Regions from separate parts of the Mus musculus genome. Here region 2 is linked to region 1. A link is a contact called in public HiChIP or PLAC-seq data. All regions are on one chromosome and are shown on one strand. The core of a region is the stretch at or near the end of the contact, and the rest is flanking DNA. Distances in the headings are between cores, read along the strand shown. Region 1 has its middle 38 kb from the start of Gm5420. Region 2 overlaps Sgk1 (serum/glucocorticoid regulated kinase 1).

The links. HiChIP or PLAC-seq counts read pairs in DNA pulled down with a chosen protein or histone mark.
Region 2: an H3K27ac HiChIP or PLAC-seq map of oligodendrocyte precursor cells shows a contact between it and region 1, with 4 times the contacts expected there. The contact joins two enhancer-like sites. A contact is called at or near these places in 1 of 115 datasets of contacts at active chromatin or transcription factors (oligodendrocyte precursor cells) and 2 of 9 other capture datasets (adipose tissue and liver).

What each region holds. Positions count from the first base shown.
Region 1 is chr10:21,650,610-21,654,441 of GRCm38.p6, forward strand. No RefSeq gene overlaps it. Among named protein-coding and RNA genes, the nearest start is that of Gm5420, 38 kb to the right of the region's middle. Within about 2 kb of position 2,007, at least 33 of the 459 cell types and tissues checked have an H3K27ac peak or open chromatin away from gene starts, as enhancers often do. A contact at or near this core is called in oligodendrocyte precursor cells, where this site is marked.
Region 2 is chr10:21,929,027-21,932,624 of GRCm38.p6, forward strand. All of the region lies in intron 2 of Sgk1 (serum/glucocorticoid regulated kinase 1), which reads left to right. Among named protein-coding and RNA genes, the nearest start is that of Gm46215, 49 kb to the left of the region's middle. Within about 2 kb of position 2,160, at least 28 of the 459 cell types and tissues checked have an H3K27ac peak or open chromatin away from gene starts, as enhancers often do. A contact at or near this core is called in oligodendrocyte precursor cells, where this site is marked.

The DNA of each region.
Region 1 (3,832 bases), core at 757-3,256:
CTCAAATTGAAAACAAAATCTAAAGAGAAGTGAAGTTCTCTCTTCAGCGAACAGTGAGCTATGAGCTCTTAAGGTTTGAAATAATATTTTAAACTTAGTTCCAACTCTATCAGGTGAAGGCTTCTTTGAAACAGACTCCGTCTTTCCATTGAGAAACGAACAAGCATAGACTAATGATGACCACGTCACAGATTTCCAGGCACAGTGTAAACGAGCCAGCAAATGAAGACTCTTAGGTGATGGCTGATGGGCCTTGGTTGGTCTCTGTATGAGGGTGACATGGGAGTCATCTTTCATTAGCCACTGGCATTTTTATAATAGGACAGGGTATGAAGAACAGAGGAAACCATAAAATGATGATGTGCATGCAATATAACCAACCTACACAGGATTGGCAGACAGTGTTTTGACCGTTCTTAACATAATAAACAAACAAACAAATGTGTGTATCTGTGTGGGGCACACATTCCCATGTGGTAACCCAGAGGCTGGTTGAAAATGCCAGTCCATCTGCTGTGCCACTCCCTGCCTTGCTCCCTTGTTACAAGCTCCTCACTGATGCTGGAGCCAGGCCGGCATCCTGACTTTGCATACCCCGGCATTCAGGTTACAGATCCATTCTCAGATGGATGCTGCGAATTTGAACTTGGATTTTCAGGTTTTCACAACCAGTGTTTTAATCTACTGAGTAACCTCGTCAGCCGCTTGACCAATCTTGACGACCACTAGACAAGACACAGAACTGTCACCAATGACAATCCTCTCCCATCTGCCTTTTTTCCAATTTTTTTTACTTGAGAGGACAAGCAAGGGTAACCGTCAAGTGAAGGAACGTTCTTGGTAACACAGGCCAAAGCGATCCCTAAAATGTTAAGATGATTTTAAACTGTAAGAAAAATACCCTTTAGATTTATATGGCAAAGCCTAGGTTAGTGTTCCTGTCTGCCTTGTGTGGTAAGGCATATCCTAACACCAGGATGTGCTGACAGAATAGAAGCCTTGTCACTTAAAATAGAAAGTAGAAGTAGACAGATTGAAAAAAAAATGGCTCATAAGAAAGCTGAAAGTCGTTTCTACAGTGGGGTAATCTCTATCCTAGAAAAGCCCAGAAATAAAATTGTCAGCTAAAGAGGAATTTGGATTCTGATAGGCAGGATAGCCAAGGCTGGGGGTGGGGTGGGGCACTTGGATATTTGACGTATGTCACTTTAAAATGCCTGTGGCTTGAGCCTCACCAACCATGTCCCTGTAGTGTTCCTTCTGTGAAGGAAAATATAACTGCCCAAATACTGACATCCTGATCAGGAAGGGAGGGAACACACTATTCAGTAGTTATTTTGTGAATCTTTCGGGTTTTGCCCATTTGAATCAAGTACTAGATCTCAACAGAAAATAGATTTCCTCTCGAGAATTGTAGTCAAAAGAAGCAAAAGTCACCGAGAGAGAATCGGGAGCCAGACACACCCGAGGTGCATCTCACTCACAAAGCCTTCTGTGTTCAAGCCTCGGGTGTATTAGAGTTTTAAAGCTAGGTTTGACCCTTCTCACATTATAAACATTAGACTAATCATCTCTGCTTTTTAGTGTTTCAGAACCACTTAGCATTTTATGTTTTTGTTTATAGCCTTCCTTTTGGGGTGTGTGTGGGGTGTGTGTGTGTGTGTGTGTGTGTGTGTGTGTGTGTTCACACTTCAACACAGGCATGTATAGCTACAAGCAGTCCTGATAAAATAAATCAACATCTTTGGGAACAGCTTGCAGAAGCAAGAAGGATAAGAGAGGCTGTGCACTCAGTTCCTAAGACAATGGCATGATTCATCCTTACATCCAGATGTATCCAGATGCATTCAGCGGTGGCTTTGGAGGGTATGAAGCCTCTCCCTGTCCCTTCAATGGCTTTTTTTTTTTTTTTGCAACTGTTCATTTTGGCTGTTGGTGTCTCCCCAGCTGGAACTGGACATTCATGTTAGCAGAGAACTGAACGTCTCAGCCCTTTTCCATGAGCCCATTGTGAGATGTGAGCTGCTGTGTAGGGTGCTGTACCATTGGTGTTGATTGCTGTTTGGGTAACAGGAAGAAACCTGGTACTTTTGTTCTGTTCAAACACTCATCCTATTCATGGGCACTGTTTATATCAGAGGAAAATGTTCTCGCAGAGAGACCAATAATTTAGAAACTACTTGAACAGGAGTTTGAATGGCTTCTGTTGGCGTCTTTATTTGTACTCTCCACTGCCGAGCACAATGCGAGACTGTCTTAAAGTGTTCTCTCTCGCGGGCTCGCTTTATTGTGAGCCAAATCTTGTTCCCTGTGCACAGAATAAAACCACTATCACGAACAAAAAGGCTGAACCATATAACTCCCGTTCTCCACTTCTCAGATAACAGGAAGAACTACAGGAACAAAGAGCACGCGCGCCCATCTGCAGCGTTCATTTTCAAGACGAGTTCAATAAAATCAAGCAAACCATGAGATATCGTTGGAGATGTATTAGGAAGCACTGACGCTCAGTATCCTCAAACACATGGCAGTTTTCCAAGTGAGTTGAGACTTGGAATGCAAGAAGCCTGTGCACCGCTGAAGGTCTGTGGGGTTCCCAGGCCCTCCCTGTCCTCGCCGTTATGATAAAGAGGAGGCAACTCTTTGAGATGTTCCTTCGGGCAGACAGTGGCCCAAGCGCCCGTAGCATTCTTTGTGGAGAAGAGACAGCTTTACTTATCTAGCAATTGATTTATATGTTCTTTCCCAGCCTCGTTGCCCTGAGTTTTGTGTGTAATTTCCCCAGCTCGGACTTGGAGAGCAGCAGTGGCATCTTGGTCTGTAAGTCATCTTCGGATAGCTGCACCCCTTGAATCCTGCTGGCTTTTCAGTGTCACCACTAAAGACGATGAAGAAGTCCTGCTGGACTTTCATCATGGTCCCCAGCGCTGATGCTAATCTATCCACATTCTCAACACAGTGCGTTCAGCAATCAGATACAGCCAAAGCCCTCTAGGGGGCTCAACAGTCATGCAACTACTTCTGGTTGGTCCGTACCAACCAGGTGATGCCATCCAAGTGGCTCCCTTTAAGATCCTTCTCACGTACATGGGAGAGCTTGGCAGAGATGTATCGCTTTCTGGTAAGGGGAAGTGGACGATGCAGATCTCTAGGCTGGCAACACTGTGTCCTTCCCAAACTCAGTTGCTCCATCCCAATCTGAGCTAAGAAGTCTTAGGCCTTCTCTTCTGCACAGGGTAGGTATTTATTCACCATTCCTGGGAGGAAACAAAGGAAGGCCCAGTCCCTCAGTTCTCAGGTATGCAGACCTGAGGTCTGGCTATCACCCTTCCCTAAGGTTTTGCCTTTATTGCAAGACAAGGTCCAGAATTCATTTACACCATCCGTGTCTTGAGTCCCCTAATTTGTCCTCCTTCCCTCTGTCAAAAGTGTTAGCTGTAATCCCGTGGATTGCAAGAGCTCTGCTCTGTGTTAAACACCCCCACACACACACACACACACATACACACAAAACCCAAGATCCACAATCAGATATTTGAAAGCAAAATGCCAAGGGAATATCTTACTCTGTACTTCATGCTTTGACATCAGATCCTAGAGACATAATGTGAGAAATTCCGTAGGGGAATCAGGGAAACAGGAAGCAGAGAGGGAAAATGAAGATGACCAGGTTCGTGTTAACATTGTTTCATAATCCTTTGGTTTTTGTTGTTTGGAGTTTCAGTACCATTAGAGGAGACATGAATATAAGGAGGCTCTCTTCCATGAGAGAAACTGTTCACCGGGCTTTGCACAGTATGTTATTTTGGAGTTTATTTGTATGCTGCTGAGG
Region 2 (3,598 bases), core at 910-3,409, 280 kb after region 1:
GGAAGTCAGAGGGTGACTTGCATAAGTTTCACTCTCTCCTTTATTATGTGGGTCCTGAGGACTCAGGTCACTGGGCCTTAACCCACAAAGCCATCTCACCAGCCTCCTGTTGTGTTATCTAATTAAAAAAAAAATCAACCTTTAATGTAGCTTGGGACTCATAGAAGTATTGTGCAGAGGTATAAAGATTTTCTATAATTTACATTTCCCTCCCCGAGCATAGCCTTCTCCATTATCAGCATCCCCAGCGGATAGATACATCATTACTCAGCACTGTAGTTTATGTTGGGACTAATGTGTCCTTGTTGGTTTGAGATGGGGACTTATTCTGTATCCTAGGTTGGCCTTACGTTCTCCATCCTCCTTCCTTAGCCTTCTGAGGACTGGGATCATACCCAGGTGCCACTCTACCCAGCTTTAGTTCATTCTTGGTGCTTTGGCAGCTGTGTAATGGTGCACAGTCAGGGGCATGTGCCATCCTGTGCCATAGCATTACTGTAGTAAAAGATGCCCCGTTCATCACTTAATCTTTCCAACTCCTATTTCTCCATGGGTTTGCTTTCCCTGCTAGGGAACTGAACCTTCTTAGAACTGCGTTAGGTTTTGTGACGCTCAACGACTGGTCATCTAGAATAGGTTCGGTGTTCAGTAATGTACATGATCAACTTTTTTTTTTAAAGATTTATTTATTGTTATATGTAAGTATACTGTAGCTGTCCTCAGACACATCAGAAGAGGGCATCAAATCTCATTATGGATGGTTGTGAGCCACCATGTGATTGCTGGGATTTGAACTCAGGACCTCTGGAAGAGCAGTCAGTGCTCTTAGCCCCATGATCAACTTGTAATGATGCACACAGTGGATTGTACTCATCACCGATAGACTTGCTGCTACCGATAATATTTAGTTCAACACAATTTGACCCACTTACAGCGTTCTCCTGTAACTCTAAAAGAATTTGGGAAGAGAGTCCTTTTCTTTTCCTTTTCTTTCCTTTCCTTTCCTTTCCTTTCCTTTCCTTTCCTTTCCTTTCCTTTCCTTTCCTTTCCTTTCCTTTCTTTTCTTTTCTCTTCTCTTCTTTTTCCTTATTTTTATTTTTGTTATTTTCAGGAAGATAAGATAACGAATTTATCACACAGCTTCTAAAATTTAAAAAATTAAGGGGTTTTATTTAAAGACTGAGGATTAAGGTAAAGCTATATTTTGAATTTGTAATTTAATTAGGTTTATATTTATTTTTATATAAGGCATTACGTATAATCTATATATTTCTTTCATTATCTCTTTTGTTTATTTGTTTTTGAGACAGGGGTTTCTCTTTGTGTAGCCCTGGCTGTCCTGGGACTCAGGCTATCAATCAGGCTGGCCTCGAACTCACAGTGCTGGGATTAAAGTGCAAACACAGCCCCACAATTAGGCTGTATTTTACTGTCAATACAGTGATAAAGAGCCCTAGGGCAGTAAGTAGTACATGTGTTTAGTCCCAGCCCTTGAGAGGCAAAGGTAGGTCAGGGCCAGGAAAAACAGTCTTTAAAAACCACCATTTCTGTAAGGTGCAACAATTGTAGGTCTTCCAGTGTGCTGTTTCAAGCCAGTACACCACCAGAGGGTTACTTCAGCATCATCCTCTTTTGAAGATGATAAGCATTTCCCAGAGACAAAGGACTCTTGTTCTAGATGTTTAAAGATTGAAAACATGGACCCAGGACATCATGCAATGTCTTCATGAAAAACTCATCCTGGTCACTTATGAGAAATGATCAAAAGATGAAGCATAGCCGAGCCTCCCACAATCTGTAAGGTTCCATGCAGAGGGTGCTCATTGTAAGAGCGCTGGTCTTCGTTGGCTTACGAACTGGCTAATCACAGGAATCAGACTCCGACTCAGCTCTGGGCTGGCCACAAAAGGCTTATTTTTTTCTGACGTTGAATGTTTTTGGCTTTACTGACACAGTCTGTGGCCTACTGAGGCATTTCTGTCTGTAGAGAAAGCTGTCATTGGATGACACAAGAAATAACAGGCCTGGCTGTGTTCTGACAGACTTCCATTTACAAAAATCTCAGCCAGTCCACTGGCTAGGGTTTGCAGGCTCCTAGAGTTGGAAGCGGTTTAGCAATTCATTGCCTTGTGAAGAGAGGGCTCTGCTAATCCTACAGAGCAAAGGCCTCTAAGTATTTGAGTCAGAGCCTGCCATCTACCACGTGACTGATGGAGCTAGAGATAGAACTAAAGACTGGCAGGGACTTATGCCAACATTGTACTCCATTTCTCCACTCTACTGGGAATGCAGGCACTTCACTCTCAAATTCACTGTATGTTAGCTGCTTCTCGGGCCTCGCTGGGTTTTCCTTAAGGTCACACCAATCAAGAAGATATCTTTAAAAATTAAAACACAGAGTCATAGTGTGCACCCCTTTAACGATAAAGTAAGAGTGAAATAGTTCCTTGAAAACACAACTCTGTCCTTTACATTTTTTTTTGTTATCTTTCTTATGCACTCCTTGTATGTGACATGTGTATATGTCTGTATGTGCACACAGTCCACCAAGCATGTGTGGAGATGAGAGGACAACCCAGTGTTTATTTCTTTCCTTCCACCACGAGGTTCTAGGGATCAAACACAGGTCGCACCTGATGAGCCATCTTGCCTGACCAACTCTGTTCCTTTTAAAGTGAAGCTGTGCTGCAGGCAGGCAAAACCTTTGAGGGTGGCAGTGGAGAAGGTGGTGCTTGCTAGGCAAGTCATCAAGTCATTCCCCTGCCATCTCCTGTGTGGCCTGGCCTAAGGGAATCCTTCGTTTACCTGATCAGCACTCACCTGTAAAAATTAAAGCAGTGCAGCCTTGCCTTTGAACCGCTTTCCAGAGCTGGCCTGGAACTCACAGATCCCCGCCTGCCTCTGCCCGCTGGGTGCCCGTAAAGGCCTGCGCCTGTGTCACAACACCCAGCTGGGATAGGATTTTTTTTTAATCTTTTGCAAATGTCAGTTTATCTGTGTATACTTTATAGGGATCTGTTTCCCTTATGCCTGATCTAGCCTAGGTCAATAGATCAACTTAGTCTAATGACAGCCTTGCAAACGTCATACGAGAGGTCTAAGCTAAGCCCTTTAAAGTCTCAGATCCTACAGTGGGCATTTAATGACCTACGAATGAAAATAAACTCCCTTTGATGTAATTTTTTTTTAAAGTGGAAAAAGAGGTGGAGATGTTTTAAATAAAATAAGAAAGCAAAAATAGTTTTAAATTCCTTTATGAGTAATGATCCCCCCCACACACACACACCTTAAAAAAAAAGGAATACATTCTAAACACTGCCTTTGATGACCAATGTCTGCCTTTAATGGCCAATGGCTGCCTTTAATGACCAGTGGCTAAGAGTCGTACTGCACTTTGTACCAAGTCTCCCCACAGTTTAGTTGGTGGCCATTACCTGTATTTTCCCATGGAAGAAACTAGAACATTCATATTACCACTAAATCACCCAAGAATGTCGATACTGTGAATACAGGAATCGCGATCTAAAGGGAACTGTTTATCCATTAAACAGCTCTTCCTGGGCATGAGGCAGGGAAAGATGATAACACGGTACTGGGG